2 separate regions of the Mus musculus genome follow, and region 1 is linked to region 2. A link is a contact called in public targeted proximity ligation data. All regions are on one chromosome and are shown on one strand. The core of a region is the stretch at or near the end of the contact, and the rest is flanking DNA. Distances in the headings are between cores, read along the strand shown.

Region 1 (4,245 bases), core at 536-3,035, 85 kb after region 2:
AGAAACTATCCAGGAGTGAATATTGTACAAATTCCCTTCTTAGCAGACAATGTTTTTAAAATCATCTCACTTCTTCTGAACATAAAATATACCCTAGAAAGAACCACGCCACAGCTGTGCTAGCACATGCATGTGAAAATCATCTGGTAGGCCACAGGAAGTCTTGAGTTTTGTCACAAATGTGTAAAATCTAGTCTAGAGGGAGACTGTGGGACTGAGTAATGATGTAAACTGACTTACATTGTTAAAAACCATTCTAGAATCTATGTGAACTACAAACTCTGGGGTGTGGTAGATGTGGAAAAGAGCATATAGCTAGATATATGTTTTAGGTTTTCAGAGATGTTTGGGTTCTCCAAGGTGGTAGCAATAGTTGTAATCTGCTCAGTCTCTGTGAGCTGCTATGGAAACAGGTTAGTTGATTCTGTGGGTTTTCTTGTGGTATGCTTGACCCCTCTGACTCCTACCATCTTCCTCCCTTTCTTCTGCAGGATTGCCCAAGCTCTTCCTAATGTTTGGCTGTGGGTTTCTGCATCTGTGTTTCCATTCATTGCTGGGTAAAGCCTTTCTGCTAATGATTATGTTAGGCGTCTGTCTGCAAGTATGAATGAATATCTTTAGTAGTGTCAGGGGTTGGCTTCCTCACATGATATGGGTCTCAAGATGGACCAGTCATCCCTGGCCACCTCCACAATTTCTGCACCACTTTTCCCCAGACTATCTTGTAGGCAGGACAATTTGTAGGTAGAATGCTTTGTGGCTGGGTTAGTGTCCCAAACTGTTCATTGGAAATCTTGTCCAGTTATAGAAGATTACTGGTTCAGGCTCTGTATCCCCCATTGCTGGGGTCACCCTTATAGATTCCTGGGACTTTCCACTGCCCTAGTTCTTTAGCCATGCCCTAAGCATCCTCCTTCTTGCCCCATAACAGTTGTGTCTCCCAGTAATCTCTTCCCACTCCCTGCCTGGCTCCCTCCCTCCTCTTCCTCCTTTTTAATCACAGCTCATATTTCTGGAGTGGACACTCTCTTTATGAGTAGAAAATATTTACTCCCAATGATGCACATCTGGAAAAAAATCAATTTATTAGGTCATCGAGATGACTCAGCATCTGCTGCCAAGTCTGACTGAGTTTGATCCACTAGACTCACATGGTAGGAAAGAGCCTGAATTCCTGAAAGTTGTGACATGTGGCATACACACACATACACATATTACACACAAATAATAAATTTAATACATTTTTGAAAAATGAGTCTTTGACAAGGATTTGCAGCTTCTTTCTGATTTGTTCAAGTACTGAAGCTGGTCTGCTGTGGGGATGTTACCCCCTAGAAAGGCCCTGAGTCCTCCAGCCTTCCTCCTCCTAGCTCATTCTCTTCCTGCCTGCAGCCAGAAAGCATGTCACTAACCTGCTGCCCTGGTCTCTCTTGCTATTTGGAAGAAAATCCCTGGACCTGCCTGAAACCAGGAGGGAACCCAGATCTAGTCCTGGCTCCTCAGCTTCCCACTGAGTCCAGTTAGCATACCTCATTTGACTAGGCTCTAAAAGGAGATCCCTGGAGAGTAGAGGACCACACCCACTCGATTGGCGGGCTTCCTTGACTAGGCGGCCCTTAGAGACCAGGGCGGATGCACACTGCGCTTGCTCTGGTCCAGTCCCGCGCTCTGAATGCAGCCAATGGACTGAAGCACAGCTGGTTGCTGTTCAGAGAAAGGACCAATCCGCAGTCTCTCCACCCTCTGAACAAAGACGTCAAATGACAGTCTGGTTCTGTTTTTTCTAAAAGACCCGGGATTCCAGCGGCTGGAGCGAAGCTGCCATAGAGTGGAAAGATCCAGTAAGTAAAAAGCCACTTTAAGATTAATTTCTTCATGTCAGAATGTGGTGTGCAGCAAATATTCACCAATATATTTAGCAAGTCTATTTCATCTTGGAATAAAAATACACAAGTGACAAATACTGATTTCTTTCTCAGGCTTGCCTAGCAGGTGGAGTGGAAGCTATCCATATTCGAATAGGTGGTTACTACATTAACCTGATTTGTCTGCTGTTTCCATCAACATAACCCAGTATGTTCTGCTGAGGACTAGAAAATACCAGTCATCTTTAGTGTTCTTTAAGGGCACTGTGACGGTTTCCTCCCAAAAGCAGACTTAATGCTAGATGTTGGGTTCAAGTGTAGCTGGTCCTAGCTGTGAGCCAGGGAAGGTGGCAGGTCCATAAACAAACTGTGCTACTCTGAAATGAAGAGTGGGTGAAATCTCAGGCACACTGGTGGCATGGGGGAACTTCTAGCGCTGGAAAGCCCTTGGGACAGAGGCAGAAGGGCTAACCCATCTGAAGGACCCAGGGAGCCCAGGGTTGTTTTCAGCATTCTAGCCTCAGCGTGCTGGTATTGATGATGTGGTAGTGTAGGAAGAGGCAGGCTTAGATCAGCTCTGGTCTTTGCCTCTGGAAAGCCTTTCTGAGAGAAAAGTAAGTAGGCAAGAATGTGCACATGGCTAGCCAGAAAATAAGCGCCTTTAAGAGAGGGGGAAGTGAAGGTGGGGGAGGGAGACAAGGGGCTGGAGAGGAAGTTATTAGGCAATAGGGAGGGACGGATGTGGCTCAGAAGCCAGAAAGAGGCTTAAAGGGGCTTGGTGGGGCAGGGCGTTATTCAGAAATAGGGAGAGTGAGAAAGGCCAGGGGAAAGAAAAAGGGGGCAAGAGAAAGGGGAAGAAGATGGAGAAAGCAATTCCAGGAAACTGTTAGGGAGACCGAGGATGGGACTTGGTACAGGCCATATTGGTTTATTGCTCTACTAAAGAAAGATAGTACATGTAAGTACTTTGTCTTCTCAAATTATAATGTGGTATACTCGGAGGAATTTGTATTCACATCATTCTAACTGAAAAAGCAAGGAGGAGTGGAGGCAGGAGGGGATCATATGCCGGGCATGGTGGCGCACACCTTTCATCCCAGCACTGGGGAGGCAGAGGCAGGCAGATTTTTGAGTTTGAGGCCAGCCTGGTCTACAAAGTGAGTTTCAGGATCCCCAGAGCTATACAGAGAAACCCTGTCTCGAAAAACAAACAAACAAACAAACAAACAAACAAACAAACGAAGGAGGGGATCATACAATGAACTTCCAAATACCTATCATATAGCAAATAATTCTGTATTAGAGGATATTTCCACCATTTTTTTTTGAGACAAAGTCTCATTTAACTCAGGCTGGCTGTGGACATTTTAACCTGATCCTCCTCCACATTCTAATAAAATATGACCCAGCATGAATACCGAAAATCGTTTGTGTGGGGGTAGATATGGAATGATTCAGAATTGTTTAAGCATGTGCCTGTGAACTGCCAAATTCATATTTCTTTCTGTTAGCTTTTATATTTTACAATATGAACCATCAACAGACAGGGAACCTCACATTGTTTTTCTGGTTGAACAGAAATTTCTGCCCACCAAGATCAGCTAGTCCAGACCAGTTCCTCAAGTACTCATGCACTATCATTTTCTTAAGTCCAAGGCGTGTCCCTGTGGGTAAATATTGGCCTCAATCCCAGCACTAGCAGGAATATTCTCTGAGTAATCGTTCACAGATGGCCGTTCAATTTTCACAGCAGATGAGGATGACTCTGCCCCTCCTTTTAGGGTGAGGAAGAGGCAGAAAGTAGCCAGTAGCCGGGCGGTGGTGGCCCAAGCCTTTAAAATCCCAGCACTCGGGAGGCAGAGGCAGGCAGATTTCTGAGTTCGAGGCCAGCCTGGTCTACAAAGTGAGTTCCAGGACAGCCAGGGCTATACAGAGAAACCCTGTCTCAAAAACCAAAAACCAAAAAAAAAAAAAAAAAAAAAAGAAAGAAAAAGAAAGGAAGGAGCCAGCCAGTAAGCCCAGGTCCCTGCAGCTCCAACATGGCTGCCTAAGCTAAGCCCGTACTCTTGGCATTCACCCTGCTGTGCAAATTCTCATAGGATGTCCCTGCCATATTTTTAGTTGCTTCTGCTTTTCACAAACACAGAACTAGTTCAGGGGGGCTAGTAGACATCCTTCCTAGCTCCTTAGCAGCAGTTACTGGTAGAAATCTAGGACTCAGGTGCTACAATGGAGGGGTTAAGATCATGGACACAGGCTTTACATGGCTCCCACCGGGTATGTGCTTCAATTACACATAGAGAAAAGAAGCAAGCCGTGGGTGGCTGTCCGCAGACAACCTTTCTGTTTTCGTCTGATCACTTTCTACATGGATGGAAAC
Region 2 (4,045 bases), core at 105-2,604:
TCTGGGATCAAGGAAGCCTGAGAGTCCAGCTGGGGTAGGGCTGTGCTGGGAAGTCAGAAGGAAAAAAAGCAATATTTATTTATGTGTCTATTTGAGAAGAACTCATTGAACCCTACTTTGGGATAATCATGTTTAATGCTGGAGATGCAGCTGTGAGCATGACACCCCATGGGTCTTCCTCTATGGGCTATGATTCACAGGGCTCATATCTGGCTGGGGGCAATCCTAACTCTTCAACAATAAGCCTACTCAGTCCTCCCAGGTCTCTAGGTAAGGAGTGTTAAAGTCAATCTTGCTGCATAAGTAACAAAATTGGGGCACACAAGAGGTTACGCCAACTAGACCAAGATTGCAACAAGAATCCAACACACACTATCTGGCTCCAGAGTCCTTTCACTGCGCCTCCCATGATGCCGTGCTCTGCATTGCCCCATACTGTAATGCACGAAGGCACCATCAGGACAGAAGAGAGGCCTGATAGCCAAGTCTCTCTACCGGAGCACACCAGGTCCAGTAGGATGCGCTTCCTCTGTTGCCTTTCCGTGAAGACAGAAGCAGTGAAGCTAATCAAAGCATATGACGCTATGTATCGGGCCAAACCTAAAGCTACTTTTCTTTCCCAACTGTCGCCTGAATAAAGCAAGACTGGATGTGGGGAGATGAGGGAAAAGCTGACTTGAAAATAAAAGCCACTAGACCAAGGAAAGGGGAACGGCCTTGATTCCTGGTTGTGTAAACAACCAAGCACTGCAAATAACATGAAGTCAGCCAACTGCTTGAGCCTCAGGGATCTGGGGTTAGAATGTCTCGCCTTGGCACCTTCCCATTACACTATTTGAGAGAAAGGTGAGTCAGAAGCCCTGAATCCCTTCCAGGGCAGATTCACCTCTCCACTCTACCTGAAGAGGCTAGAAGAGTCTGCCCCTTGTGGTATGTCCCCTGTTCACCACTAGGGGACAGCACGTGCCGCACAGCCCCCGCACCTGCCTCCTTTCACCATCTCCAGGGCCCCTACCACAGCTGATAAAAAACTGTGATCTGTGTGACAAAGGCCACCTTTGTTTCCACAAACCTGACTGGCAGGTTTCCACACACTCTCTGGTCAACCAGGAAGTACTCCAATCCTCAGAGCAGCCCGGGGATTGTGGCGTGTGGGGGCGTCTAGAGAGAGAGATAGGGGAAGCCTGTTTGTGGAACCCTTGAACACTCAGCAAGACTTTGGGATCAACCTGTGGGGTCAACCTTCCTCTGTGTGTCAGGAAGGGGGCAACCTGGTCCCTGGTCTGTGGGCAGCACTGGGGCTCAGCGGAGGGCAGGGCTGTGTGCTTTACTAAATACCAACAGCAAACAATGAGAAGAAATGGAAAGTGACTGCCCACATCTGTACACTGCCTGCTTTGCCTCTGGCAGCTCTGGCCAGATCCTCTGTGTTCTGTGATCAAATCTGCCTGCCTTTAACCTCAGCTGTAAACAAGGTCCGATAAATGTCTGCTCCCTTGGGGTCCCTGTGAGGCTGTAGGATCTAGGTCAAGTAGTTGATAAACAGCTGAGCCTTGTGCAAATTTGGGCAACTGTTTACACTTTTATTTTTCCAATTGTCGAAGGGCTTGATTTCTGCCACTTCCTGCTTTAATAATCCAGTTTTCTCACAATCTTGACCACAGGGTATCAGGTATAAAAGGCAGAGTCGAAAGCCTGGCAGAGTTGAAAGCCTAGCAGTACTGGGGACTGTGAGCAGGCAGCACCTGCCTGCCCTTCCCCCATGGTTCCTGGTTAAAATGAAAATCCCAGAAAACCTGTCCTCTGCCCTAGGGCCTCAGCTATCTGAGCCCAAACCCCTCCTTCTGTGAAGCAGCGGTCCAATAGCAAGCCTCCTTCTCCCATCTTCCAGGCAACCAAGCCAAAGCCCTTTGACCTAATCACGCACTGGCCAATCGGAAGACAGCCCTTCCCCCATCCTCTTGGGCTGTTCCCAGTTATGGAGGATCCAAGTTTTTATTTCCATTGATAAAGTAAAACTGAGAGGAACTGACACAGTAAAGAGAGGAGGCCTGAACAGGCCGTTTGTGTGTGTGTGTGTGTGTGTGTGTGTGTGTGTGTGTGTGTGTGTGTGTGTGTGTGTGAGAGAGAGAGAGAGAGAGAGAGAGAGATCCTTGCAGACCTCATGCGGAGAAGGCTAGTGTTTTCTGAGTTATTCACCAACCCAGGAAGCCTCATGAAGGACAATGGCCTTGTCTCTAAGGCAACCAGCAACCATGCCTAACTGGAGGTACCGAAGCCTGGACTCTGAGGGGGAGAGGGGTGACTGCTGCCCTGCACCGACCTTCCCACCCCTTTTAAGAACCTCCTGCTTGTGTCTGAATAATTTGCTGTATCTTTTGTCCCCTGCCAATACTTTCTCTTCATCCCACATTGCCTGCCATCCTTGATCTTCCTTTTTTTTTTTCCCCTTTCCTGTGGGAAAGTTGCTTGAAGAGGTCATGGGCAGAGGGGATGGGGACGGGGCTGTGTAATGACAGAAGGTTGATGGCAGTTCCAGACAAAGAGGATAACACATGCTCATTAGTGGCCAAGAAAAGCTACAAGGGAAGATGGCAATGGGAATGCAGGAGGTGGAAAAAAGGTGAGAAGAAAGGGCTGGAAGACAGAGAGAGGTGGGAGGGACCCCTTTCAGAAAAACAGTGCAAAAGCAACTCATTTCTATACCCCTTTTGAATTGTGCTGCCTGGACTGCACTCACTTCTCCAGCTTGGCAGGGGAACAAACAAAAGAAACGAAGCCTGTTGAGTTCCTCACACTCGTTGTAGTTCAAGGTGATCTCGGGGCATCTGTCTTCATGATGGCATGGGGTCACTGGGGCATTTGTCAAGGGGACAAAAATGATGTGTAAGTTGGATTGGCTCAGCTTAGCCTTGAGTTCACTAACACAAGGGTATAGTCATTAGATCGTCGTCATCATCATCATCATCACCATCGGCAGCTAATACCCATTGGACTCTGTGCAGTCTCTGAACTGAAGGCTTCATTTAACCCACGTGACAACCCTAGCACTGAAGTCCTATTATAATGTCGCTCAACAGCTAAGAACACTGAAGACAGAGGAAACAAAACTTATTCCAAGTGGCACAGCAAAGAACTGGGTTCAAGCTCAAGAGTCAGGGAGTCCCCTACGTACACTGAGCCTCCTCTTATGGGCTGGCAATCACCCTGGAAATCTGCTAGAGCACCCAGCACTCTGCTGCAACCCCGTGTAGAGAAGCAGAGTAGCAGCGGGATCCAGGCGCCTCTTCCCCGCTGTCCTGCGCTTCCCCACGGAGGAAGTCATGAGCATCCCATGCCTCTGGCCGGCATGACAAGCTGCCTTCACCTTCACTGAGGCTTTAGCCAAAACAAGGACAGAACAGTGCACAAAGGCTTGTGTTCCAGCTTCTCTCCACTAAGGGAAGATATCTCTCAAGCAAAGTGCCCATGCTTAAAATGCATCAGCAAAAGAAATGGGCGGACATGGGCAAGCCCAACGGGGGCTTGTCAAGGAATGACCTCTATCCATGGAGGGTTTCACAGTGATTCCATGAGCAGGTTCTGTAAATTTGGGACTATCATTTGACATACAAGGAAGGACACTGACCCTTGCAAAGATCCTGGGGCTCACACAAATGAGAGGCAAGGAAGAGAGGCTGTTCCAGCCCAGTCCTCTTCAGTTCAACTGTGTATCTTTCATTTCCTGTCCCTATGCTAAGACTCTGTTTGGAGACTCAGCTGAGTGTCTATAGTATTGCCTTAGGGCAGCCTGGATTTTCAGTCTAGGGACTCATTCCAGCTCTAAAGCCTTTTCAACCATCTGGGACACAGCAGCAGGGCCAGGCCTCTGGAGAGAAAGGGAAGGCTGCTGGGTGTGATGGAAAGACAAGAAGACAGCATGGCAGGCAAAGGCTGAGTGCAGGGAGCTGGGCATTCCTGTTTGCTGGTTGAGGGAGATGGAGAACATAAGAAACACAAATGGCACCTCCAACAGCACCAGCACGTCATGAGAATGCTACAATGG

Evidence for each region.
Region 1: a contact with region 2 is called in a targeted proximity ligation map of the SCID.adh cell line, with 13 read pairs. A contact is called at or near these places in 2 of 39 promoter capture datasets (the C10 cell line and hematopoietic stem and progenitor cells), 12 of 484 Hi-C or Micro-C datasets (the C3H10T1/2 cell line, CD4 T cells, CD8 T cells and 9 more), 19 of 130 datasets of targeted methods (the 230-238 cell line, CD8 T cells, the HPC-7 cell line and 13 more) and 4 of 9 other capture datasets (adipose tissue, embryonic stem cells, liver and 1 more).

Annotation. Positions count from the first base shown.
Region 1 is chr19:12,571,740-12,575,984 of GRCm38.p6, forward strand. Fam111a (family with sequence similarity 111, member A) reads left to right here and starts at 1,786. Exons shown (of 4, transcript NM_026640.2): 1 at 1,786-1,841.
Region 2 is chr19:12,487,302-12,491,346 of GRCm38.p6, forward strand. All of the region lies in intron 2 of Dtx4 (deltex 4, E3 ubiquitin ligase), which reads right to left. Among named protein-coding and RNA genes, the nearest start is that of Dtx4, 13 kb to the right of the region's middle.